Regions from separate parts of the Drosophila melanogaster genome. Here region 2 is linked to region 1. Evidence: chromatin contacts called from public Hi-C data. All regions are on one chromosome and are shown on one strand. The core of a region is the stretch at or near the end of the contact, and the rest is flanking DNA. Distances in the headings are between cores, read along the strand shown.

Region 1 (4,305 bases), core at 1,327-3,826:
AATTCGCTGGACGACGTCGATTTCGCGGCGCGATGATATCAGGTTCGTGACTAGCGCCTTGTCCATGTTGCCCACCCGACCGATCCTGCCACAACGATGGATATAATCGGAGACGTGGAGCGGAAAGTCAAAGTTGACCACATGTCGAGCTCGTGTGGTATCCAGGCCACGACTTCCCACATCGGTGGTGGAAAGGACGTCGCAGTGACCGTTTTGGAACTGCTCGAAGCGGCCAAGACGGATCTTCATCAGCATATCCCCATTCAGATTTAAGCAGTTCACTCCGCTGTTGTTCAGGAAGATGGAAACGAAGTCACTGGTGGTGGACTTGTTGCTGAACACGATAAGAGGGCGACGTTTGGCAAGATCATGCTTCACGAGTGACAGAAGTGTGGCGGGCCGATCGGCCTTCGACAGCCGCAGGAACTTCTGCGTCACATGAGACATCAGTCGGTGCAGGTGCGGACTGACGACCTCACGGATGGTGTCCACGTCTATGACTTTGTGAAGGATCTCTCTGGTGTTCGTGGGCATGGTGGCCGAGGCCAGGATCATCTGGGTGCCAGCATCCTCCTTTTGCACCAAGTGGAACTGTCGAATAAGAAAAAACAAGCTGATTGAAGCCATTCCTTTGGTAATCGCCTAGAATGACTTACGGGAAATCTCCTGAGGAAGTAGGAAAGTTTGTCTGTGAACGTATCATCTAGGAGGGTGTCCGCTTCGTCTAGAACCAGATGACGAACCTGCTCCATGCGGTAGATGCCAGTGGTCACCAGTTTGCTAAGTGCACCCAGAGTGGCGACCAGTATGTCCACCTCCTCGAACTGTGGGTTCATCATAAGCTGCTTGGTATTGCCGCCAAGTAAAGATTGCACTTTGAGATTGGTGCCCTGGGTGAGCTTCTCCGTGACCCCAGCAATCTGCGTGGCTAGTTCTCTGCCGGGAGTGAGGATCAAGACACGGGGGGTGTTGAGTTTTCGTTCGGTGACCACTTCTTTCTGGAGGAGTTTGTCTACGATAGGCAGGAGATATGTAATTGTTTTTCCACACCCAGTTTCAGCGGCAATGAGGCAGTGCTCATTTCCATGGACAACGGGCATTCCCTGTTTTTGGATTCCCGTCAGTAATTTGATGCCCAGCTCGACTCGCAAGTTCTCAAGGAGTTGCGGATGAATCTGCATCCCCGTGCTCTCGAGGAACTCATCGACGGTCTGCATTTCCTGCTGGAGTTCCTCACCTCGCACGCTGGCGTTCAGGATGAAGAAGTCTCCCTTGGATTTGTTGTGCAGCCAGCCCTTGGAGGCCAGCGAAAGACTCCCAAACTTGGCATCCGTCTGCTCGTATTGGGTTAAATCGAACTGGCTTCTTCTGCAGGAGATTAGGGGCTCCCCCTTCTGCTTTTTGCCCTTGGACTTTGCCTTTGGTGGCTTCGTCTTAACTGCCGCCGCCGCCGCTGTGGCATATGAAGCCACATGGCGCGATGATTGCACCCGGAGCACCACGGACAAGTTCAGCATGCTTTCGGAATATTATTCAATGTTTTTCATTTGCCGGCAAGTCAGCTGTGCACACGCATCGAAGTGTTGGAAAGCGCCGCTCGAATTCAATGCCACTTGTGGCGGTAAGTTTGAAATTCATATTTATTTCAAGACCCAGCAACTAATATAATAATAATAATAATAATAATAATAATAATAATAATCTGTTTTTTTTTATAAAATTACATTTCTTCCTGCACATACGAATCATTTATTAGCCGTTCCATTTCCATTAACTGTGGCTTAATGGCCTGGTACTCGGCCAACTGCTGCTTCATCATACATCCCACTTTCACCCGTTCAGCGTGGACATCATGTATAAGCTGTCGATTTTTAATGCTTTTGGCCATAGCAATCTAAAATCGAAGTAATCCAAGTATTACTTAATTCTTCGGAGGTTGAAATACATACCTCGAGTTCCTTTTCCTGTTTCTTAAGCTGTTGCTCCATGAATGTGATGCTTAGATTCAAGTTGTGCATGCGCAGAGGGCGAGTAAGTTCCTCAGGGGACAGACAGTTGAAGTTCCTGCGGATTTACGTTAAAAACCATGGAAAGTGCTGCTGGACAACCAAATTCAAAACCATTCACTAACCAGTTCTTGCCCTCGTGGGCGGCAAACTGCTCCTTAAGCATTTCCAGCGTGGTCAGCTTGGTCTCCACGTCGTTGCCGGAGAAGAAGCACTGGTTCACATCCAGGACGATCTTGGTCATAAGCCGACGGGTGCTGTGGATTATTTGCTCGGTGTCCAGGCTCGTGGATTCGTGCTCCTCGAGGATGGAGGCACACGACTCAAGATCTGAGGAGCTAAGCAATAGTAAGCGTTTGGTCAATCTTTTAATCAGCCATTCTCCTACTTTAAATCCGAGAAGATCTGTCCAATGGCTTCCTCGTAGGCCTGCTTCACCTGTGGAATGACAGCCTGGAGCCGTTTGAAGGCTGCTTCGGTGTCCTCTTCAATATTATTCATACTTTTAACACAATTCTGGCAAAATAATAATTACAAGCAAAACTTGGCGACCGAAAACATATGTGACCATTTACAGATAGGTTGTGAATACCAACCCCTATATGACATGATTGTAGGTATAGGGTATTCGAGCTGCTTTCAATTATGATAACATATATATTGTATAAATTATTTTAAACAACGGTTATTGGCTAATTGGTTAAATTCAAGCATCAAATCTGGTAAGTTGGCATTACTTCGAAAACACTCAATATAACATTGAACTCATTTTTTACGCCACATTCAGAGTGTATTTCTCGAACTGAATTACACAACTTTTCACATGTCGCATCGGCGAAGGAACTTGCAACTAACACTCAATAACTGCACTTTTCAGTTTCCCCGAAAGTTGTGCTTTCACTGCAGTTTGCCACATCGGGAAAACTTGCCACAATGGAATTTCCTTTTATCTCCGCTCTTTCGAGAGGGTTTTTAATTTGTGCAACGTTTTGGGCAAATTGTTGAGGCGGGGACGCAGTTTTTAATATGTTTTGAGTAATTTGTGCGCATTTGCGAATTTTTATCGCAGTCACAAAAGTTTGTCCTTTGTGCTCCTTATCGTGTGCTCCTCGTTGGCGCGGTTGTAATGATGACTTTATGACTTTATTTACGTGCAATAAAGGAAGCATTCTGCGGCAAACTCAGGTTTAAGCATCACCGAGCCACTACTTTCGAATATAAATGCGATCCAGGTTAATTTATTCGCTCGCCGGGTCCGGCATTTCCATTATTTTCCGGGTCCGAAAAGGAACTCAGCTGTGGAGTAGGCAGAATTCGAAATGTGCTCTCCCCTGCACAGGAAAAATCATTTCGACATCAATCTTATAACGACCCATAAATGCCACAAAAATGAAAAGGTGGAAAGTTCGAAATTGTTACCCGGAAAACATTGTTACCCATGGGACATACATGTTTTTCAAAACTTGGTGCATACTTTCAGGCACCATTAAGTGAGATTTGAAAAACCCACTAGCATCTTCTCCGTTTCGATACACATTTTCTCTTTGTGTGGCCCGGATCTCAGATATGCTAAATCCCGGCCAGAATCCTGAGCTGTCCCCTCCAGGAACAGAAGCAGAATCAGGAGGCGTGCCAGTCGGTGGCCGTGTTAACATGCATGTGCCACTCTGCCGCATGTCTTGCTAAAACTCGGCTCCGAATTTGCATTTCAATGATTAAAGTGTTAAAATGCCGGCCGACACATGCGGACTGTTCAGGAACCACCGCCCAGGATCCACCCGCCTTCGTCCTTCGGATAGTTGGTAATGGCTTTATAAAGCGAACACCTCAAGCAAGATGCGATTTTAATATTCTTATTCTCGTGCACATGGTGTGAAAAACTTGGAGATGTTGACTTTTTGTGGTGCGACTGGTATGCAAATGAGCCTAAATTCTGAGACAAAGTTTTGCATACTTTTCTGAATTCTGAATTCTGAATTATACCAATCCAAATAACTATGCATTTCTCACACTGTTTGCGCTTGTCCTGCTCAAAAGAGAGAATATGCTTTCCCCGAAAGTCTTCTCTTTAATTAGTGAAAATGTTAAGTTCTGAAAAAATACTTCTTCTTAATAAACTCATATCACTTACCTAGAAACCCTTTGAGAAAGTTATTCCTCTGAGTTTCCATATAACATAAAGCAATCAGTTCTTGAGCAAAGTTCAGCTGTATCTCGAGGAAAGAAGAAACTTTTGGATATTCAATTCCGAGCGTTCGTGTCTGATCCTTTGACGTCAGATTGCTAAAAAGTTATTCGA
Region 2 (4,747 bases), core at 205-2,704, 87 kb before region 1:
TCGCCCAGACCCATCAGTTTCCACCACTGCCAGGTCTTGAAGTCCTTCATGTAGGTGTAGTCGCTGGACCGGTACATGGTTGAGTAGTCGTATCCGTTGGTCTTGTAGTACACATCCATGTACTCCTTCTCGTACATCGTCATCTTCATCCACATCTCGTAGTCGAACTTCTCCGCTTCGAACACAAACTTGCTGTTGAAGAAGAACTGTGGGAAGATCTCGTAGATCGAGGGCAGCATCAGTCCATGGAAGTCGTTGCGGTGGATCACGGCCATGGTCAGGGCGTAGACGAACATGCCCTCATTCACGTGCATGCGGGCCCAGGCCACGTTGGCGGCGAAGGTCTCCCAGTCCTTGGCGTAGTAGAAGAAGTTGAACAGACCGCGGGCCTGCTTGGCGTGGGACATGACCAGGGCGCCGAAGAACTCGCCCTTGGGCAGCAGGGCGTGAGCCTTGTAGGCCTCGAAGAACTTCTTCATGTACATGTCGTAGTGCTGGAAGGGATCACAATGATCAGTGATTAGGGAGAGGCACAACTTCAGCCAGTGCTATATCCACTTACAGTGTAGTAGGACTCCTCAAAGTAGAATTTCTCGCCCTGCTTGATGTGGTCCTCGAACATCAGCGGATCCTCCACGCGGTAGACGATCTCGAAGAGGAACTTCTGCTTCATCAGGAAGGCCTTGTCGGCGATCTTGACTTCGTGGGTCTGGTGGAAGCTGGCAGCGGCGGCCAGGCCCAGGCAGGCCAGCAATGCGATGGCGATCTTCATGTTGACGGATTCCTGCAACTCTACACTTGACACTCAACTGCTCCGGATCAGATGCACCCAGTGGATCCAATGCCTAAAGACTGTTGCCTCACTGCCGTCCACCTGGCTGCTTTTATACCCAAGAGTCCCGCCTACGATCGCAGTGTCCGGAGCTCGGAATCTGCTCGGAGATATCGCGGTGCAGCTTGGGGGTCACTGGGTGTATCTCAGGTGCTGCGATCGCGCCATCTGTCCATCTGTGCCGGACTACCTCTTATCGCCTTGCTACCCTCTTGTCTCTTATCAAAGCCAGACTTCTATTCATCTGGTTGCCAAGAGCCAGCTCTGCAGGTGCAATCAAGCCGGCATTACGTCAACCAAATTCAAATCCGTGACCAGCTATCTCAAATTTCGTTCAATGCATCTTTGTTTGTGCCAATTTATTTTTAGAATTGGTGCTTCTTCTGCGCCAGAAAAGATAAATCAGACTGGCGACATGTCCTCAAAAATGTAGATAGTTAGAAATATGTATATGATACGTATATACATATATGATATGGAAATCCCTACAGTCTACGTGCATTAATTGACTTGGCCCACACACATTCATCTGCGGACCAGAAGAGGAGGAACTGCGTCAACTTTTGTGCCGCCATATGAGGCAGCGTGAAATCCAATCAACTTTTTCTAATCAGGCAAAGTATAAAGTAAATTCAATTACGCGGCTACTTTGTAAATCCCCCAGGATCACACGCCTAGGAAAAGGAGGCGTCCTGCCTGCTGCGTGTGTGACATTCATGTGGGCAGAGTGTCGCGTCCCAAAAGAAATTTTCGAAAATAAATAGAATTCCGGCAAAGTCAAAGCAGGGTAAACAAGTGCAAAGTGTTGGGCGCCGAAGGGGAATCCATGGCAACTAATCAGAAATTCCGTCTCATGCGCTGATGTGAAGTGTGCCAGTGCCACCAAAAAAAAAAAAAAAACATAAAAAGGAGCGACAGACAGCACAGGACGAAGACGGACCCGCGATAAGGAGATCCAGGACAGAAGCCCAGGACAGAAACCCAGCCCAAGTGGCATCGCTGCGGCGCCTGGGATTATGCAAAATTCAATTTGCAACTTAAATGTGTTTATTTTGCGTTACGCTGCTGGGGCAATTTTTATTTCCACTGAAAATGAGGGATTTACTTACTTACCAAGTGGGTGGAGTCGCCTGCTCCTGCCAGGCGAGTCCTGCCGAGCGATAAGCAAAAGGGTGCCCGGAAAAGCGGGGCGAAGAGCGTTACCAAACCAATGAGCAATACCGCCATCAATTTTCCAATCTTATTGAGCGTTTAAAAATGTGAGTGTGTGCACTGAGAAAAATTAGTCATGCTGTGTAACTATGTAACTGATGTAACTGATGTAACTATGTATCAACCATATACAGAGCAGGAAATAGAAAGCACTTTGCATTCATGCATGTATGTTAGTAATGAGGAAGTATGAGGTTTTTGCGCAGTGTACCAATGTGGGTGCTCCCACTTTTCGAGTGTGTTGGTGGGGCGACAACGACATCGAGAACGTCCTGTGCCCGGCTGCAAATTGCTGATTTACAAACAAAATGAGATTTCCGGCGGAGAACCGCAGTCCGCCTCTTTTTTATGGGCCAAGCAGGCAACATAAACAGTTTGCCCTCCATTCGAGATCCTTTGCATAGTAAACGGAGATGCAGAGTGTGCAGGGACAAATTGCCGAATTCAATTTGATAGTGGAATTTAGTCAGCCGTTTATTTAATTTTATGGCCCAATCACAGCCACCCGATGATAGATAGCTCCATCCGCCTTTTTTCGACAAAGATGATGATGATGAAGATGGGGTTTTCCCAGCCGCCTTATCGCCGCATATTTAATTACTTGTCAGTCATTAATCGCTTGCTTATGACAGTGAAATTAAAATCCAGTCGGGGGGGCTTGCTCCCTCGCAAATGACAGTTGAATGGAAATTTAGTTGCGAACGGAGCGTTAACCGAACTGAGCCACACAGAAACCGCCTACCAGGAAAATGTTTTAGTTGCCGCACGCAAATTAGCCAAAAGTTTTCCCTTGAAGAACGAGGCCGAACTGGAACTCTGATGGACCTCCCACCACCCAGTGCCATCCATAACCACCCACTGTTCTCTCAGAAGCCCCAGAAATGAATATTTGATGGCCGTAGTGCCGGCGAACAAATTAAAAGCGCTGGCAAAAGCTTGTTGCATACTTTATGGCGCTAATTTGGAAGGAGCAGGACCTCATCTGCGTGTATCTATGTAAGCGAAGGACCAGTTGCCGAAGTCAAGCCCCCTCGCCCTGCTTTTTGTTTATGCACGCACATTATTTGCAAAGGATTGGCCACTTCCACTTCCACTTCCACTTCCACTCCCACTCTCATTTTCCTGCTTTCGGCAACCGCATTTCTGTGCTGCAAATTTTGTCGCAACAACTAAATGCTTTTAAGTGCATTTCATTGTTCTCGCTCCGGGCTGCCAAAGTTGGAAGCCCCCGAAAAATGTCCGCACCATTGCGAAGGACCAGTTGAACCGGGGGAACTTGAGGTGTGCTGGCCGGAACACCAAACTAGTTTTTCCCAAGTGAACGAACTGAACCCGATGAACCTCATAAATATTCATTCGCAATTTGTGTAAATACCACCCCGCTGCACACTTTTGATAATGTGTCGCATTTTAATTATGAATTAATTGCGAATGATTTCAACATCGGGCATTTTAATTGACATGCCATTGTGCGGCGCATATCTGCCATATCGGCAAGGTGTCATCCACTCAAGCACACACGCATCATTTATCACGCGACAGGGAATGACGATGTCCAGGTCCGGGAGCACACTATATAAACGTACTCATGCCGCGGGATGTTGCATCCATTGTGTGGTCGCCACTCGTTTCAATCAATTTCATTTCGTTATCGTTATTGACATTTTGTAATTTAATCGTGTGCTTTGTCGCTTGCTGACCGTCATGCCGCACACACACTCGCACAGCGCTGCACTGCGAGAAATAGGAAGCAGATTGTATAGATTATGGTTTAAAACTATTTAACTTGTAAGTATGAATATGCTTTAAACCATATGCTTAATCAATGAATTAATCGATTTGGATAATTACATGCATTTTGATTAACGATCATAGTTTCGCGTGTAAGCAAACTCACTCATGTGGCTGCTTTTAACTTTATCAGCTTGTTTGGCTTGGGGTTTTCGCAGACCGAGCGGTTTAAAAAATGAGACGGCGACCAGATGACACGGAGTCTCCTTCGCAAAAGGGGCAGTCGGCGATATCCGATGACGTGGCCAACGCGGAGATGCGAAAGCATTATTAATGGCCCGAGCCAAAGGACCAAAGGGTTTTGCGGGACGCGGTGATGAGCAGGTGCAGCCACTAATTAGTTGCAGCCACACAAAAATTTGTAATCGGTAGAAAAGGCAGCACAGAAGTCCTTGATAATGATGTTCGGGCGCCGAATGAGTAGGTAAATTAGATGCCATCCTTCAAATAGGAATCCACCCAGAAATGTTGTCCTTTGCCTTGATTTCTGCGGTTTCACACACACACACACACACACACCCACACATGAGGAGGGAAAGCGCTTAAAAACTCATTTTGCTCGGAGCAAAAACCGAAACGACAGCTGCGTCACTTTAATATAAAATGTAAATTTACACCAAACTACTTTTTGGTTGTCTGCTTGTACATATCTCCGCCGCCATTTTCCGAGTCAGCAATGGTTGCCCTTTTCCGCCTTCCTCCCCATCAGATTTTCCCTTGGGGTCAACCGCTGGAAAATATTTCGAGCGGTTCGCATGAAATATTCGATTTGGGCAGAAAAGTGAAAACGGGCCCAAGAATAAATACGCCGTAATATTTTAATCAAATTATGCAATTCAGTGGACTTCTGTTTCTGTTTCTGTTTCTGCTTCTGCTGCCGTTTGAGCTCCTGCCTTCCGCCCTGCGGATTTC

Evidence for each region. A called contact is a pair of places that touch in the nucleus more often than the background predicts.
Region 2: a contact with region 1 is called in a Hi-C map of the S2 cell line, with 3 times the contacts expected there. A contact is called at or near these places in 19 of 107 Hi-C or Micro-C datasets (the S2 cell line, embryo, eye imaginal disc and 6 more).

Annotation. Positions count from the first base shown.
Region 1 is chr2L:808,848-813,152 of dm6, reverse strand. Nnf1b reads right to left here and starts at 2,576. Exons shown (of 4, transcript NM_164388.3): 1 at 2,395-2,576; 2 at 2,132-2,344; 3 at 1,950-2,064; 4 at 1,622-1,894. The coding sequence starts at 2,507. The coding sequence ends at 1,721. It overlaps Dbp21E2 (DEAD box protein 21E2), which reads right to left and starts at 1,569. Exons shown (of 2, transcript NM_134700.4): 1 at 657-1,569; 2 at 1-591. The coding sequence starts at 1,517.
Region 2 is chr2L:894,757-899,503 of dm6, reverse strand. It overlaps lncRNA:CR45348 (long non-coding RNA:CR45348), which reads left to right and starts at 1,454. Exons shown (of 1, transcript NR_124011.1): 1 at 1,454-2,051. Lsp1beta (Larval serum protein 1 beta) reads right to left here and starts at 1,004. Exons shown (of 2, transcript NM_001298627.1): 1 at 563-1,004; 2 at 1-494. The coding sequence starts at 772.